2 separate regions of the Anser cygnoides genome follow, and region 2 is linked to region 1. Evidence: chromatin contacts called from public Hi-C data. All regions are on one chromosome and are shown on one strand. Each heading gives the region's core, a stretch centred on a gene start, on an enhancer-like site or on the middle of the called end of the contact. The rest is flanking DNA. Distances are from core to core; before and after follow the strand shown.

Evidence for each region. A called contact is a pair of places that touch in the nucleus more often than the background predicts.
Region 2: a contact with region 1 is called in a Hi-C map of liver, with 1.8 times the contacts expected there. The contact joins two enhancer-like sites. A contact is called at or near these places in 3 of 7 Hi-C or Micro-C datasets (all in liver).

The regions. Positions count from the first base shown.
Region 1 is chr6:16,728,115-16,734,369 of Taihu_goose_T2T_genome, reverse strand. It overlaps a transcript of ITPRID2 not described here. Among named protein-coding and RNA genes, the nearest start is that of ITPRID2, 76 kb to the left of the region's middle. Within about 2 kb of position 2,674, at least 1 of the 3 cell types and tissues checked has open chromatin away from gene starts, as enhancers often do. A contact at or near this core is called in liver, where this site is marked.
Region 2 is chr6:16,904,193-16,910,791 of Taihu_goose_T2T_genome, reverse strand. It overlaps CERKL (ceramide kinase like), which reads right to left. Exons shown (of 13, transcript XM_066999983.1): 2 at 4,910-5,152. The coding sequence starts at 5,108. Among named protein-coding and RNA genes, the nearest start is that of CERKL, 29 kb to the right of the region's middle. Within about 2 kb of position 1,306, at least 1 of the 3 cell types and tissues checked has open chromatin away from gene starts, as enhancers often do. A contact at or near this core is called in liver, where this site is marked.

The sequences.
Region 1 (6,255 bases), core at 1,425-3,924:
AGAGGAACACTAAACGTGCAAGTCCAAAGGGTTCGAGAAATGCAAATCCTTAGAAACAAGACCTGAAATATGACAAAGCTGCTGACAGCAGCTTTCCTTCCTTGTGCAAGTCTCAGCCTGAGTTTACCAAAAATACTTTGAATTTGGACAAGCTTAGAGTTTCAAGAAGGAACGGGACATGACTTACTTTTCATTGTTCCTTGCTCTAAGTTCCTGATTTATTCAATTTTCAGCCTTTGAACTAAACCCAGGATTCTGAGCTTAAAAAAAAAGAAAAGAAAGAAAAGAAAAGAAAAGAAAAGAAAAGAAAAGAAAAGAAAAGAAAAAAAGAAAAGAAAAGAAAAGAAAAGAAAAGAAAAGAAAAGAAAAAAAGAAAAGAAAAGAAAAAAAGAAAAGAAAAGAAAAGAAAAGAAAAGAAAAGAAAAGAAAAGAAAAGAAAAGGAAAGAAAAGAAAGAAAAGGAAAGAAAAGGAAAGAAAAGGAAAAAAAGGAAAGAAAAGGAAAGAAAAGGAAAGAAAAGGAAAGAAAAGGAAAGAAAAGGAAAGAAAAGGAAAGAAAAGGAAAGAAAAGGAAAGAAAAGGAAAGAAAAGGAAAGAAAAGGAAAGAAAAAAGAAAAGAAAGAAAAGAAAAGAAAGAAAGAAAAGAAAAGAAAAGAAAAGAAAAGAAAAGAAAAGAAAAGAAAAGAAAAGAAAAGAAAAGAAAAGAAAAGAAAAGAAAAGAAAAGAAAAGAAAAGAAAAGAAAAGAAAAGAAAAGAAAAGAAAAGAAAAGAAAAGAAAAGAAAAGAAAAGAAAAGAAAAGAAAAGAAAAGAAAAGAAAAGAAAAGAAAAGAAAAGAAAAGAAAAGAAATCTAATGTTGAGTCATTGAAGTCTGTGTCTCTCTGTTATACTATCAATATGAAAGATTATGAACACTTAAATAATCACTCATTTAGCCAGCCTATCTTCGTGCTCCAAAGAGCTTTAAGAGGATACTAGGTACTGCAATAGTTATTTACAGGTAGGGAAGTCAAGGAAGAAATTAGTCATCTACCCAAGGTCATGCAAATGTCAATGGCAGGAACTGGCCTCCTGATTGTCTTGTCTAATTCCGTATCTTTGGGACCACACTGGAGTAATCAGCTCTGTTTTGAACCACATATTTTATCCTGGAGTGTAAGTCATTTGGATGTCTCTAATATAATGGTAAATCCATACTTTGAGTAAACCCACTAAGTCAATTAATATTTGCAAGATGCATGGACATGAGGGTAAAGAGCACAACAGGAAATGCAGACAGTCTGCCTGGACTGGCTCTCCTCACACACAGCACACCGCAAGCAGCAGACACATAGAGACTAAGCTGGATGAAGTGATGTTACACAGACCTAGTTCTTCTTTCAGATCTGCTACACCTCAGTAGAAACTGCACAGTGGTATCTGCACGTGGAAAAAATTGTAAGGCATGGTGGCACAATTAGGCATTGATGTCTGTTTTTAAGAGACACTTAAATTTTAGAGCTCCAAACTACTGTGCATCAAAGATCCCATATGATCTTTGTCAAATATTTGGGAAATCATCATCAGAAGACACACTTTTTGACCATTAACCACATCAAGACAACACTAGAAAAATAATTTAATCTGATGCACAAACTGATTTAGTGCTATGGTTAGGAAGATCCTTGGCTCCTCTGCTTCATCCAATTTCATTTAGTTGTTCAGCTAGATGTTCAGAGGTGCTTTTTTCATTAGAAATCTCTAGCATTCACTGTTTCTTCCATGCCTATGCTCAAGAGCAAACTAAGGCAACAAAAGCAAGCAGTACCAGGAAATATTTCACAGCCATTTCCAACACTACACCAGTGTTTTTTTAAGATGAAAGACTAGACTTAGTTACGCTTTGGTTTGCTGGTTTTGCATGTTACTGTTAGGTGCTCTTGAGTGTCATTGCTAGTGTATTAACAGCTGAATGGAGGTGGAGTTCTTGTTGAGGATTACTGCAACCTACCAGGCGTTGGTAAGCCTGCTTTTCTGGAGAAATGGGAGAGTGCAGGGCCTGGGCAGAGCAGCCCTGGGTCCCCACAGCCACTCAAGCATGGAGCCCTGCTGCCAGCCCAGCCAAAGGGCCGGGTGCTGACCACACACCACCACTTGTCAGTTCACAGTCAAAACACATGAGTGAAGGGCTTTAGACACAGTACTCATGTCTAAACGCTAATCGGGGCCTCTGGATTTCTGAGGCACACAAACGAGCTGTAAATCAAAAGGGAAATTTCTTATTTACAATGGTGCTGTAGGGTGCAGGGCAGAGCTGCAATACTTTGCACTGAGAAAGTCTTTTGTACTAACTTTTCTCTTTTCCTATCTTTTCCTCTTCTAGAAAAAGATGAGAAGAGAACAAACATCTCACAGGCAGAAGTAAGTGAAATATATATATATTTTTTCTTACAATGCATTTACAGTTAAAATAGACCAACTGTTAAAATCCCTTTGCGGCCTACTGGTCCATCCCAGCTGATGTCTTTCTTTGCGCAGTCACCCCACCTCCAACAGCACAGAAGGTCCCCTAGAGCAGGGAGCTGGCCAAGGCACATTTCCCCTCCACCCCGCCGCCCTGCCCGCTCAAAACAAAACTGACCTGGCCCAAGGTGGCCCTGCCAGCTCGTCCCAGCCAACACTGGCTGTGGGGCTGCAAAACCACTGCAAACTCGCCCCTTGCTATTGCTTGCCAAGCCCATGGCTGGCACAGGATTGGTGCTGTCTGCAGGACAGCTGAAAGCTGGCTCCTCCGCTCTCATTTTCTGATCTCCCCTTGCACAGCTCCTGCAGCTCCTCAACCACTTTCTCCTCCCTTGATTGCCCAGAGAAGCTGGCAAAGCTCTAAATAGCAGCAGGAGGTATTGATTGTTTTAGATTTGGACTCTAACACAGACTCACAGTGATTCACTGGGGTGAGGATCAACAACCTATCCCACAGTGTTTATAAATAGCTTGCTTTTTCAAAAGAAGACAATTTTTTATTTATAAATGTTATCACTCCATCCACTGTGATAAGGTAATATGATTGGCTGTATTCATGTGGAAGTGTTTTTCTTAAGAGCTGTCTCAAATGTTCCTTGAAGAGATAGATCTGAATAGCACTGGAATGTATTTCAGTCAGTTTTTGCTAACTGTACATTGCTCTAATTACACTTGTGTTACTCTGTATGTAATTTTACTGTTATTTTAGAACAACTCATTTTCGTATGTGGGTGTGATTTTTGGGGTCAAAAAAGTTTAACTGTGTCTAAAGATACCACTTAAAGCAGGCCTAGCTAAAGGCAGAGTGGTTGATGAAATTATTTGGGGAGTAATATAACACACTGAAAAAGTGCAGAGGGAAGGATCTTCCATTTACTTATGTAAAAATGTATGTATTAAGAATTTCAGTATTACCTTATCTATACACAGAAGCATTCTTTATACCCTGTTTAGTTGGAATATTGATTAAAGTAAATCTTGCATTATTTTAATATCTAAATTATTTATTTACCTTATGAGAGTCAGCTACATAGACTGTTAAAAACACAGGCTGCCTTAATTTTATGCTTAACAATATATTTTTGCAGTGAATTTTCAGTAATATTGGGTCTGTTTTGCCTGGGAGCTATAAAAGTTGCCAGGAACTGGCATCAGGTTTGCAGAGTATCATTTTCATAGAAACTTCTCGGAGTGACGTATGCACCCTCTAAACTTGGGGCAATGCAGAGCATTGCAGGATATTACAAATTGCCCATCACTGCTTGCATGTACTCAGATGTTGTTTCAGTCCCACCCTACTGTGGCCATAAAGGGTGTACCACTTACACTGGCAAGCACCCAGGGTGATTTCAAATATGAAACAAGAATTTGCATTTGTAGCAACCCTCCTTAAAACATTTTTCACATAACAAGAGGGAAAAGTTGCGTGGCAAGACTCTGAGTTGCCAAGCATGGAAGGCTCTCTCCGCCTCGGTCTCTCACCGTCTCTCTCTCTCTTTTAAATCCCCAGTCCCAGAGCGTCTCGCCAAAGCAAAGGAAGCAGAGCGTGTACACCCCGCCTGCCCTCAAAGGTACTGTCCAGGTACTGTCCCTGCCCCTGGCAGCACACTCCCCCCCCATTACACGCGGCAGCTTCGTCCTCTCCCGCGTGTAGGGGACACCCAGGGATGAGCCATGGCCCTGTGTGCCCATGAGTAGCACAGCGCAGGGCACTGAGAAGTTGGAACTTACCTCCCTTGAACACAGGATCAACACAGGAAGCGTGAAGCCTTACTTGTCATGAGAAATCTCAGGAAATGTTTAGAGGGCTTATGAGCTTTTAAGGAACTAACATAAAAGCAGCAGAGTATTAGCTGCAGTCAGGCAGCTCTATCTAGGCCTTTTTTCTCCAATGACTGAACAGAGTTGGACTTGCGAATGCTTGCAGGTAGGTGAGATCTATGGCAATTTATCAGCTCTTCAGACCAGCACGTTTCAGTATAGGACCATTTCCAGACTGCAGACCAAAGCCAGTCCTGCCAGGTGTCTCTGGATATGTTATGACTATTCTCTATTTCCATTCCTTCTGCTCAGCACAATAGAATATCTGATTTGTAGAGTGAACCCTGTGGTTAGGTAACTTACTGTAACAGCCAGTTCTACAGATCTCTTTCTGTAGCTTCAGTTCTCCAGCACTCAGCAACTGTGAAAACATCACCCAGGTGCTGCACAAGACTTGCTATCTGTTTTTCAATATGGGCTGGTTTGTTTATTGGATATTATAAATAATTTTATTATAGTCAATTGTAATAACTTATGGAAGGAAGAAGCTTTGCATGAGTAGCAATAACACCAGTTGATCTCACTGCTGTATTATTTTGCTCCATGAGCCTAAACTAAATAATGTGTAAATTAAGTGCTCTGTAATATAGGTCCTCATAGCTCCTCTCAAGGACTGCAGCCTACTCAGTCTTACCCCTGTTGAGGTCTGGGGAATTGCCTGGCATAGTTTGCTCCTCCATCAACTTTATTCCCAGGGAACAGTTTTCTAGTAGGAAAGACAGTTCACAACTGATCTGAAATATCTTGTACACAGAAGAAAGCAAAGAACAAAACGCCTCTCTTGTGCACCTTAACACCCTAAACTGCACGGTACAGCTAGACAAACAGGTGGACAGCTGAAAGTTGGTAATCCTACTTGTAAGCAGCTTGGATTGCTCCAAATTTAACATACTAAACTGTCATAAATACTATCCTTCTTATTTAAAAAAAAGTATTGGAGTAGAAAATTCATTATTCCTTCCTCTTCATTGCTATGAAAACATGAATGTTATTTTGTTTAGACTAAGAGATTAGTAGGAAAACATAGCAATCCAAAATACACAATGCTGTGAAAGCATTACTGTGAAATGCAGAATTTTGTAAAAATTCTGTAATGATTTAAGGAAGTCTACTTTTATAGCAGTTTGCAATACTCAGCAATATTTTCAGAATAGTAGACTTCATGATTTCACACTATTCACTCAGCTTTGAGTATGTTTTCCCGATATGCTGTTTCTCCCTCAGTGTACTCACAGGGTAGTCTTCAATATACAGTAAAGAATGAGATTCTGGATGACGAATCTCTCTCAATACTGTACCAGGGCTATAGTACTTGTTATATGGAATATACAAATACATGAAAATATATGAAATAAATATATGAAAATGCAGTACTGGTGATGATCTATGTGTGATAGTAAGTATATGGAGATCAGCTTCTTAGTTAAACCTGGTTGTATTTTCCTGCTCTGCCATCGCAGTCACCTAAACTGAAACACAGTGCTCTCATTTGTCTAACATTGCCCCCAAATACTTTGGTTCCATCCTTACAATGGTTTGGTCTGTCTTGAGGTGGGCCTGTAGTTGCTGTAGCGAGCTGTAACAAATCTATGTGTCTGCAGAGACAGTGTCAGGTTAGGGTGCAAGCAACAGGCAGGTTCTTATCACTATATATGTGTGTGTACTTTGGCTTCTGCTTTTATTTTCCTAAACAAAATTGCACCAGAGTCCCTGCAGACGTAGCAAATAGCTGACTCATCTCAGAGCATTGTTCTTTTTACTGGAATACAGTGTGCTGGAAAAATCAATGTAAGAGCTATTGATTTAGGTGGTAATCTGGAGAGCAAATCAGACAGCAAACCAGATAACAGCTCAGTTCCTGCTAGTATTGTATTACTATGCCTAATGGATGGCAAAGAAAATTTTCATTTTGCTTTCAAAATTATTTCTTTTGCT
Region 2 (6,599 bases), core at 57-2,556, 180 kb before region 1:
AGGAACCAAGAGTGAAAAATTTTTCCTGCCCCATATAGAGTCTTACTTCAAATTTTACAGCCACGCGAACCTTAAAAGTGTTGGCTGGGACTTCCTGAAGTTGTTTCCCCACTTCCTGTACCTCAACAACTGAACAGGAGCAAATCTTCTGAGAAATTATAACTAAACATTGTTTTAGCATCAAAGGAAAAGTACTCCTTAAGATCAAAATATGATTATAAAAGTCCCATAGATTATTCTTTCACTCATTTAAACATATCAAAGAATCTGCAAATGAAAATTAGCACTTTATCCAACTTGTGCTAGTAAATCTTAGAAGATTTCTTAAAGATACTGAAAGAAAATTTAATGCGACAGTGTACTCCCAATGCACTGTTAATGCCTGATGAATCCTGAATGTCTTCAGCAGGAGGCCTTAGTACCTACACAAAGAAGTACATCCTCAGGAAACATGCCACATTGTGCACATGAAATAAAACAGCACTTAAGTAGAGATAGGTTCCCCATTTATGCCAAACTACATAATATGTTAAACACTTTCAACACTAAGAATTTGTTGCTAACCATCACTGATTTTCAATTTGAAGTCACTGGCTGCTTTGTTTCTCTGAGACATACAAAATCCATGATAAAGAAAAAGATAAAGCAGTAGCTTCCCAATCTTATTAGTTACAGAATTTCCCTCCCTCTCATATTTAAGTGATATTAGCATAAGACACACAGACTGTTTAGGAGTAAGGCAACAACACTTTTCCCCTATAAATGGTATGCTGATGAGTTCTCTCTGATGCACCACCATAGCTAACTTGAAAAAACCCTATGAGGAAAACGTTTAATCTTTAAATGCCTGCTGGTAAGTTTTTACAAAAATCATTTTGAGAATATGAAGCAGTATCTTGTATTGCCAAAAGAGCAAAGAAGCATTATACAAAAGTGACCAATACGATCATGAAAGGACACAAGCAAAGGTGCATTCCAAAGGCTCTTGATGGAAGACCAAATCTGTGCTCATTTCTTTTTCATTTCACCAGTGGCATTTGAGTAGATAGATGGTACACTACTCATGTGGTTTCATGCCAAATGATTGCCAACAGACATGAATGGATAATTCTGACAAAAATTATTAATTATCATTCAGAGTGCAATGATAGTGTAACAAACAACTGAGTTTAATGAAAGAAAATCCAATCATAATCAAAGACAAGATTTTCACACAATATAGTGTGAAACACATAGAGTTAAAGTTCTTAAGTATTTTTAAATAATAATAATCTTTTAACTTTCTTTAAACAACACTGTGAATGAATTGGTCTGCAACTGATTTCAGTCTGTCAGCCTTTTGGTGCTGTCCTAACTGGTATTCTGTTATTGTTTTCTGTAGCTGCTCCATTTGAAATGAACCTGCAGCCTAAAGCAGGAAGGCCAACTGTTCCTCTAGTACTAACAAATGTGCTAATATGCACTAGTTTAAACTTGATCTATCAAGTGAATCAGTGAACCATGAAGGGTGGTGGGTCAATCAGGGTGTTCTGAAAACAAAGGCTCGGAGGGCAGCAGAGACGTTATGCTCAGACATACATCTGTGCTGCTTTCAGTTCTTAGTTTTATGAAAATGGGTTTATGTTACAAAAGTTAAGAGCTTGGAATCACGTTGTTATTACATGCATTTATAAATACTTTATACAGCAGTAACAATATTATACATGAGGAAAACTAATAATATGAAACATTTGTTAATGTAACTATGGAGACACCACTGTTAATATTAACTTAGCAAAGTTAATGTTTAACATTAATGGTTTAATTAAAACTTCATGCATGAAGTTTCAGACATTCGTATCAAATCCCAATACGAGAGAGATACTACAGAATGGTACATAAAAATAAAATGCACTTTATGCATTTTTAGCTACTTCATCATTTAATCTTAACAGAAGTGTCTTCTGTTAACTTACAGAGCTTTTAAGTGAAACTCTTTCAAATTAACTCTGTTAACAAGAATAAGACTCATCACAGCTAAAAGAAATTCAAAAAAAAAAATAAAAGAAAATAGGTAAGCATTGCTAATTGTCCTTTTTCTCCCATTTCCAGGGCTGTCTTAACCCTTTAAGTAGCCCTGGGCATTTGCATGCAGAGAGGATTCCAAATTAAGCAGTGAATTCCACTTACACAGTATGTCTACAGCACACGCCCATAAGCCCTGCACAGAAACATGCAATGTATAAATGGAAATCACTGTGAGTCAGGTGCACAATAGGTCTGACATACAACACCAGACTAGGAACAACTGTCTAAGCTGCCATTTGGGGCTTTCCAGGAGCCAATCCAGAATCTGGGCTCCAAAGGTGCATGCCTAGAGGTAGCAGCAGTCATTTTACATCAGTTTAACAAATACACAATGTACAGATCAAAGTTTTCTTGAACATTGTATCATTGAGCAAGCTCTTAATATCTCGCAGGCATGCATCTGGACAACAGCACTTTTATGTAGAAAATAAGAATTTTTTAGAAGTGGGAAGACAGCACGCTTTTTACCCTGTTACACACACACAGAAATGATCAATGCTTAAAAATCTAAAAAAAGAAAGTAAACAAATAGAAATTGTATTTATTTTCAGTTGTCAGAGATGCGCCTTTTAGAAATATTTAGCCATTCTGACAAATGAAAATACATATTTACTGACAGCTGTACCTAAGCATACAGACACTCTACTTCGGTAGATCACCTGCTTTTAATTTGCTCCATCCTAGAAGCAATAAAAATCCTTCAAGTAAATAGTTCAGCAGTTAATGAAAACTTACTTTCTCACAAGATACATTAGGAAAAAGAAATACAATTCAATTTCGACTATTTTAGAAGGATGGACTTTTAATTTTGTGTTTCAGTCCGTAAGGATATATCCTCAAATATAAGGATATAGCAGGATTATATCTCTGCTTATAGATAAGCAGAGATATATCAATGCAATGCACCTTTTGAGATTTTAATTACTGAAGAAAGAGCAGAACTTGATCTGTTGTATGCCATCGGGACCTTCCTGCCAATGTTTGTCACAATTTAAATTAGAAGAAATTTTTTTTCCTGAATTATATTGTTAGTATATCAACACTGTTTGAATTAATGATAATGTCTCTCTGCCACACTCAGTGTGGAAATGTTGCTGTCAATTTGCTGATTTTCTGGAAAAGGCAGAAAGGCAGTTTGAATACCTACTCAGTCTTCAAAAATCTAACAGTGTGAAAAACTACTTTTACTATAATTGCAGAACTCGGAACAATATACACTTTAGTAAACAGTATTGTGGGATTTGTGTTTGGATATTTTTCCCAACACACTGTGAGTCCTGATTATTCCTGAAGGAAAGGAGAAAAATGTACTGAGTAGACATCAAGAAAAAGCTGCACGAGGTTTGACTTCTGGAGAAAGATGAAAGCTGAAGGAAGAACAAGAAAGAGCAACATTGCACAGAATGCTTTTTTCAGGTTCAGGTGGCTTGCAATTACAAAGCTATAAAACAGAGACTGCACCTCGAAGTGAAGGCAACCTGAGCAAGAGATACTGCCTCTTTTTTTCTGTGAACATATGGTATCACTGCTCCTGATGGATGGAGGGTAATCTGGGAACAAAACAGACATTTGCTCCGTATGCAAATGTCCTTGCCTTTATGGGTAGCTAGAGATCTGCAAGAATCTTGGCACTTCTGCAGATTTAGATATTTACTGATAAAGCTTTTCAAGAGGGGCAAGGGGAGGCAGTCTTTAATACACTATTTTGTTTGGAAAATCCAAAGCATATTGTAAGCAGTGTAAGTATGCACAATTAATGAACATTATTTCACTTTCTCTATTTCTGCTTAACTTTAATAGAAGAACACTATAAATCACTATTGGAAGTGCTGTTACAAACAGTACAGATGTGTAAAATTTGAATTCTGCAATCAGGCTCAGTATTAACAATTCAGCTGAAGTTTTAATAATCTATTATAAGATGGATCGTTTTTCTTCTGTAATGAAGAAACTCATTTGCTATAGTCAGTAAACAGACACAATTTTGAGATAAATCAGAGAGTTTGGTTTGCGTTTTGTTGTTTTGTTTTAAATCACAAGTGTACTATATTCCATGTCTTCCCAAAATTCGTAGTATTAAATTACTGTGAAAGGCTTTGGCTTGTTTTTGTTTTGGGTTCCTGTTTCCCCCCCACACACACACCCTGAACAGTAAATATTAACTTCTTAAATTTGATGCAACTTCCATGAAAAATACAACTTTCGTTGGTTAACAAAGCATCCTGAAATTATTATAGCATACAGAAAAATATTTTTTTAAAAAAAGAACTGCCTCTCATCACTAACTAGCGTCAATACACTAGTATCAAATTATACAATAAGAGTCCTGCAGAACCTTAAGAGCCCTTTCACTTGTCATTTTATGCAGAGGAAGCCCCTCCCATTAGCCTCTAAGAATCTGTGGATCTCAAGCAGGAGCTACTAAACAGGTTCTGGGCAGTCTCTGAAGAGTCTCCGGTGCTGCAACAACTCCAGTACCATTACATGTGCAGCAATTCCAAGTGAAAGTACCAATATTGTCTTTTGTTTCTTTAAGAAACAGATTTCTCAGAAGACTCTTCAGTCAGAATGCAATCAGCTACTTATTTTCAGTGTTTGAACACTTCCAAAATATAGCATCAGCTTATTTTTTTTTTCAACATGCTTTACTCATCGTCACTTTGTTAAGTTTTATACTTCACCATGTAAAACTTTGGTAGTGAACAGCATTTTCCAACGACATTATTCATTTATTTGTGTCTTAATTTCTACAGGCAAAATATTTTTTCTAAGCATCATTCAACCTTATGCATCACCAATAGAAATAAGTCTGAAATAATATCAACCCCGATTAACTGCTTACCATTCAAAATTTCCTTTAGATGTCTAAACCATGAATTACAGTGATCTTCACTTAAGTTGTTTAAATGGACAGCACAGTCTGTTAGTTTATTTTCTTCTTTATGCAAGCATTTAAAAATAGTGATACCCAATAAAGTACCACCTCTTTTCTGTCCCACAAAACGACGACGTTTTAGTTTGACTGAAAATACATCCTTCATCTCAATAATCTCCTCTTCACCCTGTAGAACCGTACTGGAATCACCTGTAGGGAGGGAAAAAAAAAGTTACCAACTAGAAGTAATATTTAAATCAAAATAAACAAACAAAAAACAACAATACTGTTATGTCCTCATCTCTAGTTTTACTTGTTGCATCTGCTCATGCCTATATTGAAACTTATTGCATAACTTATTGCATATCACATGTGTCAATCACTAATCTTATATTTTACCAACTCTATTATTTAGGTTAGGTATCCTGCTATACAAATAACACAATTTCAAAGTGGCTATAGTACCTCTTTTTTGATTCAAAGGCCTCAACAAATTTGAGGCTTTAAAAAAGTGACACCTCCCCCTCTTTTTGCATTGTTATTGAAGTGACAAGGCAAATTCTTCATTCTCTTCTTCTGAGTCATCTCTCTCAGAGATCAGAAAGTGTGCTAGGACCTAAGCTGACTATATAAATATATCTAATTACATATATAATTTATTTTTCCAATTGATACTACTGCTGCCCTTTGGGTTTAGACTAGAAAGAGATCAGAAAACAGCTGAGCAAAACCAGAAAAATACACCGAAAGCATGTCACCCATCTTTTCTTTCATTTTCAAGTTACATATTTGATTTAGACAACAAGAAAAACAATTTCAAAAGGGCTTGTGACAGTTCAAAACTCTCAGCCCCAGAGAGAGTTGTGTCAGGCTGGAACATGAAATGAAGGCTTTCTTATCTTGGGACTGACATACACGAAGATCTTGTGGTTGCTGACAGTGTCATGTAATGACACTAGTTGCAAATGCCTTTTGGAGGTGTAATAATTGAGCCACTGTGGTATAGGCTTATTCTGTTCCTTTTCTGCTCTCTTAAGATGTAAAACACCCAATTCCTCAAAAACAAACCCAGTCAAATACACAGACTGAAGGAAAAAATTCACCATTCCTGTAGGAGTCAGATATTCTGGACAGGAAAAGCAAACTTTCTCTGCCGTCTATGTTTACAGCAGATGCAATGTGCTATAGACCAATAAAGAGCCCCTCACAGTCCATGGCAGAAAAAAGCTAGAAAAAGAAACCTTTTTGAAATCTAGCAGCAGCTCAGTCAAGTGGTTTCTCAATAGCAAAAGGCATACCAGAGTGTGGTACCAGACCTTTGCCATATAGTACACCGAAGTTCCCAGGAGAAGCTGTGAAATGCTATTGCAGAGTTCTTCCTGGAGAGGAAGGACAGCACTGAGACCACAAAAACAGGGCTCACCTGTCCCAGTACCCCACATTAAGCAGAGGGTTTCAGCAAGGTGAAAGTTTTTTTGAGCAGGAAAAGAAGCCTGCATGGATTCTTGTGAGGGTTTTAGATCAGCATTTCCCAGCACCTGTCCCTGAACCAGGCCCTGCGGTGGCCGCACTCCTCTGCAGACGCCCCGCAGGATGGCACGCCAGCGGCAGGCTCAAAGGGCGAGCGGGCACCCATGGCACCGAACCTGAGGGCTGG